Linked DNA regions of Mus musculus: regions 1 and 2 are each linked to region 3. Evidence: chromatin contacts called from public promoter capture Hi-C data. All regions are on one chromosome and are shown on one strand. Each heading gives the region's core, a stretch centred on a gene start, on an enhancer-like site or on the middle of the called end of the contact. The rest is flanking DNA. Distances are from core to core; before and after follow the strand shown.

Evidence for each region. Promoter capture Hi-C pulls out the DNA fragments that hold promoters and counts their contacts.
Region 1: a promoter capture Hi-C map of pre-B cells shows a contact between it and region 3, with 4 times the contacts expected there. The contact joins the promoter of Parp4 here to the promoter of Kpna3 in region 3. A contact is called at or near these places in 2 of 39 promoter capture datasets (liver and pre-B cells).
Region 2: a contact with region 3 is called in a promoter capture Hi-C map of liver, with 4 times the contacts expected there. The contact joins the promoter of Zfp395 here to the promoter of Kpna3 in region 3. A contact is called at or near these places in 2 of 39 promoter capture datasets (liver and pre-B cells).

The regions. Positions count from the first base shown.
Region 1 is chr14:56,574,125-56,576,948 of GRCm38.p6, forward strand. It overlaps Parp4 (poly (ADP-ribose) polymerase family, member 4), which reads left to right and starts at 1,495. Exons shown (of 35, transcript NM_001145978.2): 1 at 1,495-1,606. It also overlaps a transcript of Cenpj not described here.
Region 2 is chr14:65,357,086-65,360,088 of GRCm38.p6, forward strand. Zfp395 (zinc finger protein 395) reads left to right here and starts at 1,591. Exons shown (of 10, transcript NM_199029.2): 1 at 1,591-1,670.
Region 3 is chr14:61,438,617-61,441,316 of GRCm38.p6, forward strand. It overlaps Kpna3 (karyopherin (importin) alpha 3), which reads right to left and starts at 1,331. Exons shown (of 17, transcript NM_008466.5): 1 at 1,107-1,331. The coding sequence starts at 1,175.

The DNA of each region.
Region 1 (2,824 bases), core at 245-2,744, 4.9 Mb before region 3:
CTGAATGGAATTAAAGGGAAAGCAGACAATACTCATCATTTCACTTATTACCCTCTGACTGTGGGCAAGATGCGATCAGACACCTCCTGCTCCTGCAGTCAGACCTTCCCTGCCATGAAAGACTGTACACCCTAGGACTGTAAGCCAGCACACCCTCTCCTTCCAAAAGCTGCTTCTATCAGAGCAATAAGACAAGAAACTAGTAGTACAGTAAAAATGTCTCCTTTTCTGCTTTGCTTTTTAAGAACTCACTAAAGATCTTTGACTTCTGATCCTCCTGTCTGTACCTCCAGTCTGTAGGGACTACACACATATACCACCAACCCTGTTTTTAATACAGTATTAGGGACTGAACCCAGGGCTTCACACAGCACTTTAACCTGCTGAAGCATATCCTCAGTCCAGTAAAGACGTTTCTAGGGAGGGGGAGGTGGCTCAGTCCCTAGAGTGCTTGCCTGGTAAGCATAAAGACCGGAGTGTAACACACCCCCCCACCATTTTAAAAAGGAAAAAGCTGGAAGCTGGCTAGGTGGCTCAGTGGGTAAAGTATTTGCCCTACAAGCCTGATGACATGAGTCCTATACCCAGTCATGTCAAAGAAGAAGAGAAATCATAAGCACACATATGTGTATGCATGCAAACAAATATAGTATATTATATATACTATATATAAAGCCATATAATATACATATAAAGCCACACATAATGGTATGTGCTTGTAACCCCAGTGCTGGGAGGAAGAGACTGGTAGATCCTTAGTGCTCACTGGCTACCTAGCCTAGTACACATAATAAGTTCCAGATCATTTGGCACCTGAGGACAGCACCCAATAAATCATGTCACCAAAATTCACCTTTTACATTCAATTCTCTAGTCTAGACCTTATAGTCTCGTTTCATTCATCATATTCTGAAATTATTAATGGAATTATTTCTAAATCAGTCCCTACTCAGTACATTTCTGATTCTAGCGCCCAGGGCCCACACATGTGAAGCAAATAACCAGCTGAGCTGTCTAGCCCTAGACCCATCGTTTGAGCGTCTCCAATTAGTGATGGATGCTATTGTGCGCTTCAAACTCAGAAGTTCTCATTTTCTTCCACTGTTGCTGCTGAAAATCGAACCCAGGGGCCCACAAATGTTAGCCAAGCTTTCTACCAATGACCTAGCTCTTCAGTCCTAAATTCTCTCTGATGCCCCTTTGGGAAATTTGTTTCTTACCTGCCCTGGGATTCCAGCACCCTATTTAACCCCAATCCGTAATCATTTCTCTGTCAAAAGTCCCCATCCATCAAGTCTCCCAGATTCGAATTTTGGGTTTACTCCTACTGGCAATTTACACTCTGAAAAAGAAAGTGAAAGTCCTGAACGCTAGGCTGATCTGGAAAGCTGAGGCCACGCCTTCTCCCCAGCTGGACAGTCGCAGGACATCCCTCTAAGGGGCGTAGGTCCGGTGTTCAGGAGCCGCAGCCACGGTCCCGCCCCGCCGCGCCCCACCTAACCCGGCTGCGCCTGGAGCGGAAGCACCAAGGCTGGAACGCTGGCTGCGGAGCACGGAGGAGGGGACCATCCGACACCAGGAAGGGCCAGGCGGGATCTCCGAGCAGGTGCGTGGGTACCCCAGGAGGCTGTCTGACAGCCCGAGGGTCCCCGGTAGTCTCTGGTGGTCTTGACCTTCTGAGGCCTGGCTCAGGGTCAGCGGCCCTAGGAGGGGAGTGCCAGGGGAGGGGAGGTCAATGTTGACTGCGCCATCAGACCCACTGCTGTTTTGGGAAAATAACTGCAACAGAACGCAACATTTCTTTACTTTCTGAAAGTTGAGGAAACTTTTGGTAGAAGAAAATAACTCATTGAGGTCTGGAGTTGAAATTTAGCCGAATCTGACTAAGCTCCGGGTCCTATTAAGACAAAAAATAAGTAAAAAAGATGGGGTGAGTTAATTTGCAGTTTTAGCCAAGACTGGGAATAGAGAAATTCTTAGTCTGTCTAGGCCTTACCTATGGCAGTTACAATTTATGTTAATGAAAAAGGGGAAGGCCAGGAAATCCGCCCCACGTAGATTTGTCCTTAGGTTGGATTTATGCCTCTGTCCTACTAAAGGTACTTCCGGTGCTATGGCTATTCTTGGTTGTTAAATTGACGCACCTGGAAAAAAATGAACCTCAATTGAGAAATCGCCTCCGTCAAATTGACCTCTGGGGTGTGTCTGCAGAGCATTTTCTTGATTGCTAACTGAAGGAAGAGAGCTTAGCCCACTGTAGGCACCGCTTCTGGGCAGGTGGTCCTGGATTGTATGAGGTGAGCAGAAACAGAAAGCAAGCCAGTAAACTGCGTTCTTCCTTGACCACTAATTAATCTACTCACTTTACATGCCAATCACAGCCTTTAATCCAGTCAGTTCCTTAAATTGTGCTACTGTTATGAATAGTAAGTAAAAATATCTGTGTTTCCTATAGTCTTAAACCCACTGTCAAAGGGGTCAAGATTGAGAACCACCGGCTTCCACGTTCCTGTCAGGGGTTCATGCCCTGACTTTCATGTTTGACTGTAAGCAGTGAGATGAGGTAAGGAAGAGTAACAACAGGATCAAAGCTGGGATCTGTCTCAGGGCAGCCAATAGGAAGACGGCTTGTGATGGGCTCCCCTACGACACGCTGAAAGGAAGAAACGTGGGTGTTCACTCCCTAGCGAGGCAGCCTTCTCTCTCCACTGTGCAGTTTTTTGTTTTGTTTTGTTTTTTCGAGACAGGGCTTCTCTGTATAGTCCTGGCTGCTCAAGAACTTTTTCTATAGACCAGGCTGGCCTCAAGCTCAGAGATCAGCTTG
Region 2 (3,003 bases), core at 341-2,840, 3.9 Mb after region 3:
GCCTTCAGCAGCTTAAATGACAGTGAGAAATCACCCTCCCAACACCAGTAAAAATATATCTAGATATTTTAAGGACAAATTAATATTATTAGGGATAAAAAAAATCACCCCTAGTTGAGAATCATCTCCTGTAGGAATTTTGATTCCAGTTGGATAATTTTATTTCAACAAATAGTTGAGGGCAGAAAAAAGGACATACTATTTTTTTAAAATGTATTTATTGTGTATGTACAGGGCTGGAGTTGATTCCCTCCGCTATGTTGTGCATGTTGGGGCTCTAACTTGTGACATCAGACTTGGTCACAAGCAGTGTTACCCACGAGCCCTCTTGCCAGTTCCCAGGACATATTGTTTTTCATTTGCCGTGAGCTAGGCACTATCTCTAGTTACACTGCTTTGTTTTATAGATCAAGAAGCTGATGTGTTTAGGGCTGAACCTGCTAAAGATGCCAATGCTAACTCAGCTCTTAAAATGGGATGTGATTCCCAAGCTCTACTAACACTCCACGGCCTCCTAGAAACACAGGAAGTCCAAAATTGGAGGTGAACTGCAACTTCGAAGTATTTTAAAACTTTTTTTTTGAGAAGGGAGGGGCTATTACTCTTTTACTCATTAAATTTGATTGTAAACACACACACACACACACACTCACACACACTTAGACATTCGCACACACCCCTCTCCACTGTCCTTGGCCTTATCTAGAAAAAACACAGAACTACACAATGGAACCGCTTCGATTCTCCCTGTTACAAATTATCCAAAAGCCAGAGCCTAACGGTGCCAAAAAGCAACCGGTATTGTTTACACAAGGGCTGAAGGCTAATAGTTAACTTTCTCCTATTTAATTCCAGAAACAGTAAACATCGCCTCGCGCTACAACTACAAACGAATAAAAGTCATAAAACTGGAGAAGAACACTCTTGGTCCAAAGCGAAATGGAAAGGTTGGGTTTTCAAGCGCTTCCGCCCTCGCGCGCCGCCTCCCGCTACCCGGCCTCGGGTCCCTGTCGCCCTCGCCAAGCTCCTGTCCCTGGCGCCTAGAGCTTCTGGCTTCCTTTCCCGCCCTGGGGCGCGCTGGAAAAACAACAGCCAGAAACTTTGGTTGGGTTTGCAGTTCAGTTGGGGGGGGGGTCGGGGGGGGAGTCAAAAAAAAAAAAAAGGAGGCGCGGGGGTAGCAGATACGCTAGTTCGGTTCCGGGTGGTGCTGAACGCTCGGATTTCGGGGTGGGGGCTGGGGAAGTGGGTCACAACTCGGTCAGGTTCAAGTGCGCATGTGTGAGAGGAGTCGCTCCAGCACTTATTGAGCGCCCACTGTGTACCGCCAAGCAGGGTGTGTGGAGCGCGCGCGCGCACGTCCGGGGCTGGGGCTGGGGGCGCGCGAGTCGTGCGCGCGCGTGGCCGGGGGTGTGTCCCTGCGTCTGGCTGGCTCGCGGGCGGACTGGCTGCGAGCGGCTCGGCGCGCTCCCTTCCCGGGCGGGGGAATCCGGGCCGGGTTGTGGCCGCGGCCGCGTACGTGAGCGCAGTGTCCCGGAGAGGGAGGGCAGGCCGGCCAGGTGGGCGCGAAGGCGGCGGCGCGGGAGGCGGCGCAGTGCAGGGGCCGCGCCGGTGGCGGGCAGGGCCGCGGCCGCTGCAGGGAGCCGAGCTGTCTGGGTCAGTGGCCGGCCGAGGTGAGCTGCGCGCGGGACCTCGCATGGGTTGCAGCCCGGGTTTGGGGCCGACAGCCAGGGGTGGGTGGGAGACCCGGGAGGCTCGCGCGGCCCGGGCAGGACCGGGGCTGCTGCGGCGCTGGCGGGGTGACTGGGTGGGGGTGGCCGCTCTCCCTCTCACGCGTCGCCTTGTTTATGTCGCGGGTCCTACGGCCCGATCTCCCTCCCAACTTTGAGTGGTGGCCGGGAGTGGCCTCGCGGGGCCACACTGACCTGTTAACCTGCTCCCTTTCCGGCTGAGCCGTCAGCCCTGCGCTATGCGCGCCCCTGCCCTCTCCATAACCAGAGAGTGCCGTGCTGCGGGACTGGCCTCGCGACACACCCTCTCTCAACCCCCTTCTTGCGGCCCCTTTCGCCGCCCCCTTGGCTCTAAGCCTTCCGGGCTCACCCCGGGTCCCTCCCGGGCCGTGGCACTGTGGGCCTCTGGAGTGGCCCATGGGGGCCTGCAAAGGGAGTTTGTCATGGGCAAACAATTCCAAGGCTTCCTGCCTGGGAGTTAAGGCTCTGCACCTTCACTTTAGGGCCCTCTTGGAGATCTAAAGAGACCCACCTGCCAGCAATCTTGCAGGAGCCCTGTTTTCCATCCCTCCCTTTCCTGTGGTTCTGGAGGACTTCCACCAGGCATGGGTTCCCATGATGCCAGGCCATGGCACAGGGGCTATCTATAGTTCTTCACTGCTTTCTGCAAGATCCCTTAACAGAATGGTGTAAAGTGGAGCAGTTTGTTTCAAACTGAGCAATCAACAGGTATTGTAGCCTGAGGACATCCTTCTAAGGGGGGTTGTGTAAATAGAGGTTCTTGCTTTGGAAGGGTGAAACACAAGGAAATTGGTTAGCCCACAGGTACCTCTGAGAAGCCACTCTGCCCTCTTCCCACTGCCAAGCTTTCTGGATGATGTCTCTGAAAGCTATGAGAGAGAAATGATTTGAGAGCTCAAATGCAAATGAACGTGCAAGGGCTGCAAAGTTACTGTGCAGGCTCAGGCACAGGAGGCATGGGAGATAAAGGTGGGGAAGGGAATACGGAACTCAGTTTGAAATAATTTCCACCTGTGGATAATTCCCTGGCAAGACTCAGTCAGAAGGAGGAGTTCACAGGTGACAAGTTTACAAAAGGATGTCCAAGGGCTTGCTTGTCTTGGTGAGAAAGGCAATAGAAGACTCATAGATAACACCCGTCGGGGCTTGTAATCTCTTGGAGGACATAGAAAGACTTGAGCATGTGAAATATGACTCCAGATGGGGCACAGTTAGTTGTCACAATGCCAGGTGCAGAACTGGGTGCTGTTGGAGG
Region 3 (2,700 bases), core at 81-2,580:
ATATTCCCTACTATTAGAATAGAGAAAAGGGGATGGGCTTAAAACTATTTCCCCCATCAAATCCAGAGGTTGGGTCCCAGTGAAGTTTGTGCTATTACACTTCATTGGTTTTAGTAGGAGCAGTGAGACCTCTAGCGCTACCTCAATAAGCAGAGTTTGCAAATAGTAGCTGCTAATGTCACCTTAATGAGACAATGGCAACATGCTGAGTAGCAGCAAACTGAGTGACCACAATGAATGTTTACAGTTTTGCAACCACTTGGAAAATCTACTAGCTTGGTGGCATGTGGTATATACAAGGACGTAGGAATCTTATGTATCCAATTTATTTCTGCAAAACAGGTGAAAGAAATTATTTTCCTATTATTCACACTTCGACTCCAAGACGAGCTTTAAAAAAACAAAAAACAAAACACAACAAACAAACAAAAAAAAAAACCCAAGATCAGAGGTCTGCACAACCTCCTTCCCAAAGCTTCAACACAATAGATGGTAAACTATTGTCCACCTTTAGCTCGCTCTAAATGCCAGCAGTCACAGGGGTATGAGCTGCAACAGCTCGGGAAGACTGGTCCAAAGGACCGCACTGGAATATAAGAAAATGGTCTTGGCGCATCCTACCCTCCCCCATCCACCACCCTCAAACAAGTCAGTTACCCGGCTGGTCCCCACCCCCCTCTGAGGGCTGCCACCGCCCGCCTGGGCCCGGCTCGCACAAGGTAAGCGCGGGGACCGAGGCTCCATGTGCGGCAGCGCGGGAGGCTGCACCGGCTGCGGACACGAGCGGCGGCGCGGCCCGGCCCCGGCGGTGCGGGTGGCACGCGGGCCGGCAGCATCCCGGTCCGTCCTCCCGCGCGGCCCGCGGACCCCGCCTCGGCTCCACATCCCTTCCCCTCCGACGCCAGGCCGCGCCCGCGCAGCGGGGCCGAGCGCTCAGTGGTCCCAGGTGCCGCGCTAGTCGCTCAGAGGGCGGCTGCTGCCCGGGCCGCGGCGCCCCGAGGCGGCGGCCAACTCCGACTGACCGCCAGCCGGCGAGAGCCAGCGGCCGCGGCCCCCGCCCCTCCCCTCCCAGCCGCCCGGCCCGGCCGGCCCCGGAGCACACTCGCCTCCACATCGCGGCCCTTGTTCTTGAAGCTCTTGATGCGGTGGTTCTCCAAGCCGGGGTTCTCGGCCATGGCTGCGCGCGGCTCCGGAGGCGTCTGCTCCTGCGGCGGCGGCGGCGAGTCGAGCGGGAGGGGACGAAGGGGGAGGAGCGCGCGCTCCGTGACGCCTGGAGCGCGAGGTGGCCGCGGCGCGGGGGCGGCGCTGAGGAGAGGCGCGCGCCGGAGAAGGCCAGGGCGCTGGCCTGCCGGCTGTCGCGGTGACCCTGCCCTCACCCCTTCGTAGGGCCTCCCCACAGCCGCTAGTCATGTGCTAGAAATGGAGCCCGACCTAGTCGCTTTTACCGCCACCGCTGAAGCGGGGCGGAGGGCGGAAACTACAGTTCCCAGCATGCCAGGCGCGGGTCTGAGCCACGCCGTGAGAGGACGAGAAGCATGCCGGGAGGGCTGTGCGCGCGCTTTCGGCTCGGCGCTCTCTGAGCGCGGGCTCGAAGCCCCACCTCTGGGCGGGGTGGTGGGCGGGGAAACTCTGGAGATGGCACCTTGCGGCCTATCGGGAGAGAGAGGCGGAGCTTCGGGGGCGCACCTTGCTCCCTACAGCTTGGAAAATTAGAAAAAGAACGGCCACGCGTGCTTTGCGCTTTTGGCTTCTTTAGGGTCTCCTCAAATAGCAGCCACCCTCAAACCCTGTTCTTTTGCTCTGCTTCGGTTTTATAAATAGCACGCTTGTTTCCACTCCACAAATACATGTGAGTGTGATGTGTGTGTTTATGCTTGCTTCTTGCACCTCTATTAAACTCAATGAGAACAGAGACATTGTTGGTCTCAAAAATCTGTCAGATCAAAACAGTAACTAGTAAATTCTCATTAAAAAAGAAAATGTGTTCTAGTATCCCCTGATTTCTCCAAGCATCCTTGTGCAGCCTTCACTTTGGCAGCCCTACCTTTCTATGACCCCATGCCTTAGTCCACCTTAACACACAATGTAACCTTCAGGCAGTTAATCAGACCCTAGGGCTGCAGACTCCAGACTGCCATCTCCCTTTAGCTTCTCATTGGAACAATAACAGGTTTTGGTTGATTTGGGTTGGTTGGTTGTTTTGTTTTTTGTTTTGCTTTTGTTTTTACAGCAGGTGGACTTTATTTGATTATTATCTGAGACTATTACATTTCAGAATTGTCTTAATTAGGGTTTCTATTGCTGTAAAGAGACACCATGATCATGGCAACTCTTATAAAGGAAAACATTTCATTGGAGCTGGTTTACAGTTCAGAGGTTCAGTCTATTATCATCATGGCAGGAAGCTTGGAGGTATGCAGGCAGACAGTGCTAGAGAAGGAGCTGCGAGTTCTACATCTTGGTCCGCAGGCAGCAGAAAGGGACTGTGCCCCAGGAGGGACCTAGCTTGAGCATAGGAGACCCAATGCCCACCCCATAGTGTCATATTTCCTCCTAATACTGCCACTCCCTATGGGCCAAGCAATCAAACACATGAGGCTAGGAGGCCATTCCTATTCAAACCACCACAAGAATCTTCTGCCAATATAAGCTTATGTGAAGTGTTATGCTACATACGATCAAAATAAGCCAGGTCAGAGT